2 separate regions of the Macaca mulatta genome follow, and region 2 is linked to region 1. Evidence: chromatin contacts called from public Hi-C data. All regions are on one chromosome and are shown on one strand. The core of a region is the stretch at or near the end of the contact, and the rest is flanking DNA. Distances in the headings are between cores, read along the strand shown.

Region 1 (6,366 bases), core at 2,513-5,012:
TCAGCAAATGAACTATAAGAGCACTATTATTATTATATGTTTGCTTGGTTGCTGTCTGTCCCCATAGGGGCAGGGCCCTCACTTGTCTTGTCCACCACATGACAGGAACTCAGGGCCAGCTTTATGGGTGTGTGGCCTGCACACTCGCCCAGGGCCCCGCACTCAGAAGGGGCTACATTTGCTTTAACGCTCTGCTGTTACTGTCTTGAAATTCTTAAAAATTTTTTTCAGAGACAAGGTCTCACTCTGTCACCCAGGCTAGAGTGCAGTGGTGTAATCACAGCTCACTACAGCCTCTGACTCCTGGGTTCAAAGCAGTCCAGCCATCCTCCTACACAGCTAAGACTACAGGTGTGCACCACCACATCTGCCTAATATTTTAAATTTTTTGGAGAGATGGGGGTGTCTCGCCATATGGCCCAGGCTGGTCTCGAACTCCTGGGCTCAAGTGATCCTCCGCCTCCAAGTAGCTGTGATTACAGGCGCAAGCCACCATGCCTGGCCTTAACAATTTTTTAACAAAGGGCTTTACATTTTCATTTTGCACTGGGCCCCAGAAAATTATACTGATAGAGTGATCAGGGCTACAGATCAGTGAGTGAATGAATGAATGAATGAATGAATGAGCAAGCCTACATTCCAACCAGGTCTGTCAGACTCCAAAACCCTACTACTTAACCACCATACCAAACAAGCTTCCATATGGAGGAAAAGAGGTGGGCAGGGCAGTCAGAACCAGGGACTATCACAGCCTGAGCGAGAAGCAGCTAGGGTACAGGGGAAGGGAGCACCTTAAGAGGAAGCATCTGTTTGCGCTTCCTCTGGAGCCCAGCGTTCTTCTCAACCTCTCATTGTCCTTGCACCTCAAGCAGAATGAAAACCATTTGCTGCCACCTAATGTTACTTTTTGGTTGCCTAAGACAGAGGGACCTTGGCCCTGCCTTCCAGGACAGATGTGGACCAGCCAGGTGCTCTTTAAAGTTACAGCTATGAGAGCACCTCGGGGCAGCCAGCACAGCCCTAGGTGCCTGGACTTTGATAATAGATACAATTCTTGTCCTTTGTACCTCAGGGCTGTCATCAAAACTACATGGCTATGAGGTGAGGATGGAGCAGGGAGAGACTGTTGGGCTGGGAACCTGGGGAGGTTAATCAGGGGAGCTTTCTGGAGGAGGTGTCCTTGGGCGCCTCATTTTCCACTCCCCCTGAACTCTCCTTACCTCAGGCGGGCATCACACATTCTGGTCCCCAGAGGTTTTCCTTCAGTGGTTTACTCTTAACATCTTCGGAACAGTTAAAGTCATTCGAGTTAAAATCACCCACTGATCTTTCCTCAAATTAAACTCCTCCCTCTCTTTCCCACTGCCACCCCAGGCCTGCCTCTGGTTGTTCTTGGAGCCATCCCTGATCTTCTCCCACTCTCCTCTGAACAGCAGGCCTGTGTTTCTCCAAACTCTCTAGCATTGTCTAACACTTCAGTTAAAGCTCTTGTCATCTGTAACTTCATGTCCTGGTTATGTACACATTCCCAGACTTGGCTGTCAACTTCTTGAAGGCAGGACTCTCCTAGATTTACCTTTAAAATGTAGGTAGGGCAAGAAGGAAAAGGTTTGGAGGAAGCAAAGTTTTGTACACATTGGATGGTCTTGGCTAAATACAGGACAGTAGAGATACACTGAGGCTTCCTTATGAAAAATGCAGATGGTGGGACAGTCTTTTGAGAACAAAAATCAGTTCACATGGTGATGTAGGTAGAGACATATAAGAGAAGACTTGGTAAAACAAACACATTTTAACGGGAGAAAGTATTTTGAAATCACATAGCTGTCAAGGAATTAATATCTGGAATATACAAAGAACTCCTAAAACTCAATAACAACAACAACAAAAAAAACCTGATTAAAAACAGGTAAAGGACTTGAACAGGTATTTCTCTGAAGATATACAAATGGCTAAGCACATAAAAAGATACTCAATATCACTAATCATTAGAGAAACACAAGTCAAAGCTACATTGAGATACAGCTCTCACCCATTACGATGGTTACTATCAAAAAACCAGAAAATAACAAATGTTGGTAAGGATGTGGAGAAATTGGAACCCTTGTGCACTGGTGGTGGGAGTGTAAAATGGTGCAGCTGCTGTGGAAGACAGTATGGCAGTTCCTCAAAAAACTTAAAATAGAATTACCATATGATCCAGCAATTCCACTTCTGGGTATATACCAAAAGAGTTGAAAGCAAAGTCTTGAGATGTCTGTACATCCATGTTCATAGCAGCATTACTCACAAGAGCTAAAACATGGAGGCAACCTAAGTGTCTATCAATGGATGCATAAACAAAATGTAGCACATACACGCAACGGAGTATTACTCAGCCTTAAAAAGGAAGGAAATTCTGACATATACTACAAAATGAATGAACCTTGAGGTGAAGATATTATGCTAAGCAAAATAAGCCAGTCGCAAAAATATTGCAGGATTCCACTTACATGAGGTACCTAGAGTAGTCAAAATCATACAGACAAAATAGAACGGTCGTTGCCAGGGGCTGGGGGGAGAGGGGGGAATGGGGATTTATTGTTCAATGAGTATAGAGTTTCAGTTTTACAAGAGTTAGGGAGATGGTGTGATGGCTGCACAATATTATTCAGTGCTATTTCATACCTATGAACTGTACACTTAAAAATGGCTGGCCAGGCACCGTGGCTCACTCCTGTAATCCCAGCACTTTGGGAGGCCGAGGCAGGCGGATCACCTGAGGTCAGGAGTTCCAGACCAGTCTGGCCAACATGGCAAAACGCCATCCCTACTAAAAATACAAAACATAGCCGGGCATGGTGGCGGGCCGCCTATAATCCCGGCTACTCCGGAGGCTGAGACAGGAGAATCACTTGAACCCGGGAGGCAGAGGTTGCGCCATTCACTGCACTCCAGTCTGGGTGACAGAGCAAGACTCTATCTCAAAAAAAAAAGGTTAAGGCCAGGTGTGGTGGCTCACACCTGTAATCCCAGCACTTTGGGAGGCCAAGGTGGGAGGATCACTTGAGCCCAGGAGTTTGAGACCAGCATGGGCCACATAGCAAGACCTTGTCTAAAACAAAATGGTTAAGATAGTAAATTTTGTTATGCGTATTTTACCACAATACAAAATTAATAAATTGTAAAAAAAAAAAAAAAACAAAAAAACAGTTTTTCTGAATCAACCCAGTTCGCATTGCTCATTCTAGAAAACCTGGGCCTCCCAGAGAAAAATGTTTGGCTTATGAGGGGTAGGAAGGGGGGAACAGAAGGGATACTAGCAGGGACTGGACAGAGAGGAACAAGAACTAGGAAGCACTAAAGAAGGAACTGCGGCAGAGTACCAAGGGATAGTGACAGGTACAGGGGCACACACGAACAACATTCAAACACATCTTCATCCAGTAACCTGTATTTACATGCAAATGTATTGGTTTATGCAAAACAGCGGAGGCCTCGGAGGAGGGTTTTTTAGTCTCAAGCTTGTGCAGTCATTGAAAAAGAGAAGCAAAGCTGTCCCTCAGGTACTCCACGTCCGCCTTGCCCCTGGGAGCTGGGCCGGTTCCAGGAGGAGGACGACTGAATTAGCTCGCTTTGCAGAGAAAGGCGAGCAGCGCCCCTATCCGGAGAGTAACTGGGCGCCTGCAAAGTCGCGCATGCCCACTTCGGCCTCCCGCCCCACTCCTAAGGCGGCGAGACTTAGTGCGCAAGTACCATCCATTGGCGGCGACTCCTCCCCCTAAGGCGGGAACACACGGGGCCCAAAATGGCGGCCAGCCGGTACCGGCGTTTTCTTAAGCTCTGTGAGGAATGGCCAGTGGACGAGACCAAACGGGGCCGGGACTTGGGCGCTTACCTGCGACAGCGGGTAGCACAGGCCTTTCGGGAGGGAGAGAATACCCAGGTGACCGGCGGGGAGGCGGCTGGGACGAGGGGAGGAAAGGACGAGGCAGGGGCGGGGCCAGCTAGCGCGCTATCAGCGGGATCTGCGCATGCGCGCGTCCTCCTTCCAGGCCGCACGTGAGCGCAGACCCCCGTTTCTCCCCAGGGAGCTACTGAGAGCTACGCCCTTTCTACTCAGCGCTCTCCCCCCGCTGCACCTTGGAATTGCCGAGGAAGCTTTTTTAAAACTCCAGATGGGCCGGGCGCGGTGGTTCACACCTATAATCCCAGCACTCTGAGAGGCGGAGGCGGGAGGATCGCTTGAGCCCAGGAGGTCAGCCTGGGCAACATAGTGGGACTCCGTCTCCGCAAATCAAAAAACAAACAAAAACTTAAGATACAGAATCTCTAGGGGTGGGATCTTGACCTCAGTGTTTTAAAAGCTCTCCAGGTGATTCAAGGTGCAGACAGTTGAGATCCACAACACCAGTGGCAGCTGGTGACAGCCTCAGCTTTTTGCTCCCGTGTCACTGTAACGTTACCTCATTATCTCGCAGTGTTGTGTATTGACTGAGCTAATCCCCAGTAAACTCTGCAGGTCCCGGCTAAGCGTTTGCGTTCTTCCTGAGCCCTGTAAGCCTGTGCAGCAGGTTTGGGTCCTCAGCTCACGTAGCTGTGTGTGAGTAGTAGGCCTACGTTCTTGCTCTCCAGGTTGGCGCTGCAGCTCTGCGATTCATTCGTTCATATAGCTCGTATTTATTGAGCACCTACCATATGCCTGGAGCAGTGCTAGGGAAACAGCAGTGTTAAACAGGTGAAGTCCTGCCCGCATGAAGTTTTACATTGTAGTTCAGGACACAATAAACAAGTAGGTCTACATAAGACAGATAAGTACTGTGATCAGTAGAAAATAGGGTAGCATGATAAAAGAGTAATGTTATTAGTCGGGTCTTTCTGAGGAGATGACACATAGGTAAGACCTAAGGCAAGAGGATGAGCCAGCCATGTACACTTGGCGGGAAGGACATTCCAGACACTGCGCATGCCCAAAGGCAGGAGGCAGATTGACATGTTCCAGGACAGAAAGAAAGCCAGAATGGCTGCAGGGTAGTGAGTAAGGTGGAGTTTGCTAAGGTGGAGGTCAGGAGCCAGGCACAGTAGGTTATTATCTGCTCTGATTAGCTGTTAGACCTCATTGTAAGGCCAGTGAGAAGTCACTGGGGATGTTTAGTGAGGGGACTGATGTGCCCCAATTTACTTTTTTTAAGACTATTCTGGTTCTATGTGGTGAGTGGGCTATAGGGGGCAATAACAAAAAAGCAAGGAGGCTGGAGAGAAGCCGATTATGGTACTATAAGCGAGCGATGGTGGGGGGTTGGATGAGGATGGCAGCACAGAAGATGGGAGTGGCTGGATTCAGGTTATGTGCAGGTTGAGTCAGCAGGACTTGCTGATATGTGGGATGTGGGATAAAGGAAAAGAGAGGAACCAAAGATAGCACCTAGATTTTTTTTGGCCTGAGCATCTAGGTCTAAGATGGTGCCATTTACTGAGGCAGGAATAGGTAAAGTGTAGGAAGAATATCTTGAGTTCGGTGTTAAGCAGGTTAAACCTGAGATGCCAAGTACACTGATTTCCTAGTGGCAATGTCAAGTAGGCGTGCTATATTTGAGCTTGGGGCTCGGGCAAGAGACCAGAAATGAAATGAGATACATACACACACAGTCTGAAGAAATGACTTGCGAAACTTGGCCAAGACCTGTCAAAGAAGGAACATGGTCTTTTTTTTTTTTAGCTTAGCCCAAAACAGAGCCAAGCCAGCCCACCTAAAGGAGCAGGAGCACGCCCAGTGGCATCATTGTGACTGGACTGCTGATTGGCTGACAGCCTGGGGCGTGTCTGGCCCAGGTTATACGACACCCAGGGCCCTCCCATTGTTCATGGTGGTCTTCACTGGCCCAAAGTGGAAAGATCTTTAAGGCAAGAATCTTATCTAGTCCCAATTCTACAAACCCCGTGAGCTTCCTAAAGCTGTACTCCCTGCATGTTTTTAGTATGAGCTTCCTGAAAATAGAGATGATGCCATTTTTATCTTTCCCCCTCTCCCCTACCAGTGTCTAGCATAGTCCTTGGCCCATAAAAAACACTCAGTAAATGTCTGAATGGATAAGTAAATAATTGGTTGTGGCTCATGAGACAATTGTCTGAATATAGTTTCAGATGTAGCAGAACTAGACAAAGAGAAGTTGTGAAGAGTGAGAAAGGAATATTTGTGTGTTCTGAGTGGGCAGAATTGATTTGAGAGCTTACCATGTTTGGGGAATTTCGGGATCTATGGAAGAAGGCCATAAGCTGGCCCTCACCACCAAGGAGCTTACAGTTGGGCAGTCAGAGGCTCCATCTTTGGGGAGGTGAGAGAGCATTACATTCACTTGCTTGATTGTTAGTGTAAGAGGAGCCGGC
Region 2 (6,366 bases), core at 2,863-5,362, 140 kb after region 1:
CTGTCCTTCCCCACCAGGTGCCCTGTCCCAGGCCCTTACCCATCCAAGGCCTCCCTCCCCAGACCCTCCCCAGCATGGGTCCCCCATCTTAAGTCCCTGCCCTTCCCCCATCTCATGTCCAGGCCTCTTCCCAGTACCTCTGTCCCAGGCCTTGCCCACCTGGGTGTCCCCCCAACTCCAGCCCCTCACCTGTCTGAGGCCCCTGTTTTCCCAGAGGTGTCCCCTGCTGGCTCCTTCCTTTCCTCAGGCAGGTTGCCCGACATCTCCTGGCTTGCTATGGGCAGGACTGACTTCACCTCTCCACCCCAGGCCTTCTTGCTCTTGCGGGTGTAGGTCCCCATACCCCCCATGCCCAGCTTTGAGGATGCTGCCGTGACAGTTGTGAGAAGCCCCTGGGTACGGCCACAGAGAAGGCATGGGGCCGCAAGGCAGATGGTCCCAGCCCCCTCCCCCCGTTACATCCCGCTCAGCTCATCATCAGGGAAATGGCACCCTGGTCTGGCAAGGGGAGTGCCTGGGCTCCCGCCAGGGCTGTATCAGAGCTCCTCGGACTGTCCTTGCTCCCCACGAGGGAATGGAAAAAGTGGAACATGGAGGAGCACCCCGAAATTTGTGATTGGGGCTTCGGAGCTGGGGCCTCAATCCTGATAAGGTCCCCAACGCAGATCCTGTAGCAGCCACCCCAGGACCAACTGCTTAAGAACAGGAGGAGTTTTCAGATTAAAACCTCCAGTTGGAAACTTCCCGGAATTCTGGAAGGCAAAGATGGGCGAAGACGGGGGGTTGGGGGAGATTAGTTGGAGGTAGAGGGGGCAGGGGTTTGATGAAACAGGGAAGGAGGTGTAGGGGGGAGGCACGGGGTTTGGGGGACAGGGGGTGGAAACTTGGGAGATGAAGATGTGAGAGACCCAGGAAGCTTGGCAGGGAGCAAACAGGGAGAAGCAGGGAGGGAACTGAACCCTGAGGGCAGGGGGCTGTCGAGGACTGCACACACCTCTGTCCTTCTTGGGTTTGTTCTGTCCTCAAGAACACTCCCAGCAGCCAGACAGTATGTCTTCCCTCTTAGCATCCAGGTTTTATGTGTCCAGGTGGTAGCACAGACCCCGCTAAGTCTATTTATTTAGTTGTTTTTATTTTTATTTTTAATTTTTTGAGATGGAGTCTAGCTCTGTCTCCAGGTAGGAGTGCAGTGGCACGATCTTGGCTCACTGCAACCTCCGCCTCCCAGCTTCAAGCGATTCTCCTGCCTCAGCCTCCTGAGTAGCTGGGACTACAGGCGCCTACCACCACGCCCGGCTAATTTTTGTATTTTTAGTAGAGACGGGGTTTCACCATGTTGGCCAGGAAGGTCTCGATCTCTTGACCTCGTGACCCACCTGCCTTGGCTTCCCAAAATGCTGGGATTACAAGTGTGAGCCACCACACCCAACCCTATTTTAATTTTATTTTTTTGAGACAGGGTTTCGTTCTTGTCACCCAGGCTGGAGTGCAGTGGTGCAATCTCAGCTCACTGCCACCTCCGCCTCCCGGGTTCAAGTGATTCTCCTGCCTCAACCTCCCGAGTAGCTGGGATTATAAGTGCACGCCACCATGCCCGCCTTTTATTTGTGTGTGTGATGGAGTTTCGCTCTTGTTGACCAGGCTGGAGTGCAATGGCTCGATCGCAGCTCACCGCAACTCTGCCTCCCGGGTTCAAGCGAGTCTCCTGCCTCAGTCTCCTGAGTAGCTAGGATTACAGGTATGTGCCACCACGCCTGGCTAATTTTGTATTTTTAATAGGGATGGGGTTTCTCCATGTTGGTCAGGCTGGTCTCAAACTTCCAACCTCAGGTGATCCGCCAGCCTCGGCCTCCCAAAGTGCTGGGATTACAGGCGTGAGCCACTGCACCTGACCATTTTTTTTTTTTTTTAAACAGAGTCTCATTCTGTTGCCATTCTGCTGCCCAGGCCAGAGTGCAGTGGCGTGATCTTGGCTCACCGCAAACTCCGCCTCCTGGGTTCACGCCATTCTCCTGCCTCAGCCTCCCGTGTAGCTGGGACTACAGGCACCCGCCACCATGCCTGGCTAATTTTTTTGTATTTTTAGTAGAGATGGGGGTTTCACCATGTTAGCCAGGATGGTCTCGATATCCTGACCTCGTGATCCGCCTGCCTCGGCCTCCCTTTTTTGTATTTTTAAAAGAGACAGGGTTTCGCTGTGTTGGGCAAGCTGGTCTTGAACTCCTGGCCTCAGGTGATCTGCCTGCCTAGGGCTCCCAAGGTGCTGGGATTACAGGCGGGAGCCACCATGCCCGGCCTTTTTTTTTTTTTAGACAGAACTCTCCCTCTGTTGCCCTGGTACGATCACAGCTCACTGCAGCCTCAACCTCCTGGGCTCAAGCAATCCTCCCACCTCAGCCTCCCCAGTAGTTAAGACCACAGGCATACACCACCATGCTTTGCTAATTTTTTTTTTTCCATATAAGCAGGGTATTGCTGTTGCCCAGGCTGGCCTGGAACTCCTGCACCTGGCCTCAAGCGATTCTCTTGCCTTGGCCTCCCAAATGGCTGGGATGGGATTATAGGCAGCCTGGAGGGGTGATGGGATTATAGGCGTGACACACCACAGCTGGCTGCCTTTTTTGTTGTTGTTGTTGAGACAGGGTCTTGCTCTGTCACCCAGGCTGGAATGCAGTGGTGCAAACATGGCTCACTGCAGCCTCAACTTCCTCAGCTCAGGTGATCCTCCTGCCTCAGTATCCTAGGTAGCTGGGACCACCACACGCACAGGTGTGAACCACCATACCCAGCTAGTTTTTAATTTTTTTTTCTGTAGAGACATGGTCTCCCTTTGTTGCCCAGGCTGGTCTTGAACTCCTGGGGTCAAGTAATCCTCCCACCTCGGCCTTCCAAAGTGTTGGGATTACAGGCGTGAGCCACCGTGCCCGGCCTCTATTGAGTTTTAATCTCCGTTTACTTCACTATCACCTTCAGGATTTCAGATCTCCAGAGACCACCAAGGTGCATGGTGCACAGGTCTGAATTGCAGGTTGAATCTCAATTTAGTATTAGTATTCCCCAACGCGACTACAGAACTGATTTTTTTTTTTTTTTTTTTTTTTGAGACGGAGTCTGGCTCTGTTGCCCAGGCTGGAGTGCAGTGGCTGGATCTCAGCTCACTGCAAGCCCCGCCTCCCGGGTTCACGCCATTCTCCTGCCTCAGCCTCCCGAGTAGCTGGGAGTACAGGCAACCGCCACCTCGCCCGGCTAATTTTTTTTGTATTTTAGTAGAGATGGGGTTTCACCGTGTTAGCCAGTATGGTCTCGATCTCCTGACCTCATGATCCGCCCGTCTCGGCCTCCCAAAGTGCTGGGATTACAGGCTTGAGCCACCGCGCCCGGCCCGAACTGATTATTACTATTTTTTTTTTTTTTTTTTTTTTTTTTTGAGATGGAGTCTTGCACCGTCCCCCGGGCTAGAGTCCAATGGTGCGATCCTGGCTCACTGCAACCTCCGCCTCCCGGGTTCAAGCGATTCTCCTGCCTCAGACTTCTAAGTAGCTGGGATTACAGGCACCCGCCCACCACGCCCAGCTGATTTTGTTAGCCAGAATGGTCTCAATCTCTTGACCTAGTGATCCGCCCGCCTCAGCCTCCCCAAGTGCTGGGATTACAGGCATGAGCCACCACGCCCGGCCCAGAACTGATTATTAACCCAGCTCAGTGACCTTTAGAGAGCACCTTAAACCAGCTGAGCCTCTGTTTGTTCATCTGAATGGGTATTGTCAACAGCACTCACTTACAAGAGTTGTTGAGAAGATCCAACGAGACAATAGTTGCTAAAGTGCCAGGCATGCAGCAGTGCTTAAGAAACTTCTCACCCTGGGTTTTTTATTGGTATTGATTGATGTAGAGATGGGGGAGAAGATCAAAGACAAGGATTGAGAATCAGGGATGGGAAAAGCAGTGGGCCACTGACAGCCGCTCTGCCTGGCTGGGAGGTGGGGTGGGGAAAGTGGGCGGGAGCTGCTCCTGGGCCTGGCCCACCCAGATCACCCCTCCGGGCTGCAGGCCTGTGCGTCTGCATCCGGTGGCCACAGAGCAACTTCCTCTAGAGGGAGCTGATTGGAGCCGGTTGCCGCTGGCACCTCTATGATCACTGGAGTCTCGCGGGTCCCTCGGCAGCACAGGGACAAGCAAAGGCTACATCCAGATGCCAGGAATGCACTGACGCCTGTTCCTGGAAGCCGAGCTCCCACTCAGCCCCTGGGAGCAGCAGCCGCCAGCCCCTCGGGACCTCTCTCTCTGCCCTGCTGAGCCACCCGGGTTGGGCCAGGATCCTGGCAGGTAAGCTGGAAGGGTCCTGCCCGTCCTCCCAAATCTCAGCAGCCCCAGCCCCAGGGTGGGGCAGGGAGCCTGCCAGGAGCCGGGTGGGGAAGGGGAAGCTCAAAGCTTACCTGGGCAGGTCCGCCTGCCCGGCTGGGGACCTGATCGTGGCAAGCCTACTTCTGGCTGCCCCTCACAGCTTCCCCTCTTGCCCCAGCCCTGGATGCCGGAGAACTGTGAGAACTGGGTCCTTTAACAGTCTGGGAGATGGGGGTGGAGGTCAGAGCCAAGGTCAAGGGCAGAGAGAGAACTTTCTCAGCGCTTCCTGCTGCCCAACATCCCTAGACTGGGTCCAGGGCCTGGCCAGGCATGTATCCCTGGGGAACATTCATCAGGGCCCAGCAAGCCCAGGAAGTCGGGGGTGGCTCCCCTCACCGGGAATTTAGGCCACTTGGATTGGGGGACAGAGCTAGGCCTGAGTCAGCATAGGTTGCTGGCCTTGGGGGGTGTCCTGAGGCTCTACCTGCTCCCCTCAGGAGCCTGGGTTGTTGGTAGAGGGAGTTGGGGGTGCCGTCAGCATCCTCTGGCCCTACTGTCCTGAGGGTGCTGGGTTCTGGAGACTGGGGAAGAAGGAAGGCCATCTTATTTAAGGAGCTCCGGGGGGGTGGGGGTTTTATTTTTTGTTTTTTGAGACAGAGTCTCACTCTGTTGCCCAGGGTCGAGTGCAGTGGCGCGATTTCGGCTCACTGCAACCTCTGCCTCCCAGGTTCAACCGATTCTCCTGCCTCAGCCTCCCGAGTAGTTGGGACTACAGGCGTGCGCCACCATGCCCAGCTAATTTTTGTATTTTTAGTAGAGACGGCGTTTCATTATGTTGGCCAGGCTGGTCTTGAACTCCTGACCTCGTGGGCCACTGTGCCCGGCTGCAAAGTTCTGTTTTAACAAGGCCTTGCCCCTAGAGGTGGAGGAAAGGAGAGTCTGCCTTCGCCCTGTCCGTGTCCGGCAGAGCAAGGAGTGGGGAGCTGGGTGAGGGCACAGGTGGTCCAGTCCTCCTCCACCCCTTCTCGAGAGCTCTTGGGGCAGTTTCGAAAACACTCCCAGGCCTAGCGGAAGGAGGGTGGGCGAAGGTCCCCAGGCCCTGGGCGGTGGGGGTGGGGCTGTGTGCTTGGCCCAGGGTGGGGCTGCACACCCCCTCCCTCTGAGATAGGAGGAGGGCGCTTTCCTTCTGAGGGCCGGAGGGTGCCTGGGGAAATGGGGCTCTGGGAGGGGTGCAAACTGAAAGTGAAACAGCTGACATCCAGGAAACGCCCTGATGAGGGGTCACAGCACGTTGGTGCTGCGGTCAGGACCAGGCAAAGAGGAAAGTTGGCTGGGGACAGAAGACTAGGTGTGTGGTGGGAATACGAGGCAGGTTGTGGGGCTTCGAAGAAGGCCCTGATCCTGAGGGCTCCCTCCGGTCACTGCAAGGCAGGGGTGAGGAAGGCACAGGCAGGAGGTAAACAGGGAAAGTTGCCCTGAGAAGGGACACCCTCTGAGGTCCACAAACAAGAAGAAATCTTAAATGCTTGTTGAGTACATGGACTCATGGAGATTCAGACAAACAACCCGACTTTCCGTCACTAATGATGTGACCTCGGGCACTCAACTCTTTATGCCTCACTTTTCCAGGCTGCAAAGTGGGTATGATGGTGCTCACCCTGCTGGGTTCATGTGAGTTTTCAATGTTCAACACCCAGAGTGCTCCTAAGTGGGAGAGTATATCTTAGGCTCTCAGGAAATGTTTGCGGCTAACAGCCCAGAGTTAAAAAACAGGTGTGTTCTGACCAGCCAGAGGGAAGTAGGGCCTCTGAGGGCAGCCTTCATGGGCCATTGGCTGGGCAGTGGCTCGCTTGCAATAAGCATGTGCTAGGTGGGCTGCAGGAGGCCCCAGGAACAGCTAAAACCCCCCAGGCTCTTGCCCCAGGAGTGGTATGAGCTTGAGAGCCAGCGGGCACTGCTGCAGCCACACTCTCCTCGAGGGTGCAGATACCTCAGTCTGCCCTTGGCTGCCTCACCTTCTTA

The links. Hi-C and Micro-C count contacts between places; a contact is called where the count stands out from the background.
Region 2: a contact with region 1 is called in a Hi-C map of fetal cortical plate, with 2.1 times the contacts expected there. The contact joins the promoter of BAK1 here to the promoter of UQCC2 in region 1. A contact is called at or near these places in 8 of 14 Hi-C or Micro-C datasets (CD4 T cells, blood, cortical neurons and 4 more).

What each region holds. Positions count from the first base shown.
Region 1 is chr4:148,565,229-148,571,594 of T2T-MMU8v2.0, forward strand. It overlaps UQCC2 (ubiquinol-cytochrome c reductase complex assembly factor 2), which reads left to right and starts at 3,763. Exons shown (of 4, transcript NM_001194866.3): 1 at 3,763-3,925. The coding sequence starts at 3,788.
Region 2 is chr4:148,702,292-148,708,657 of T2T-MMU8v2.0, forward strand. It overlaps BAK1 (BCL2 antagonist/killer 1), which reads left to right and starts at 4,113. Exons shown (of 6, transcript NM_001266731.1): 1 at 4,113-4,326.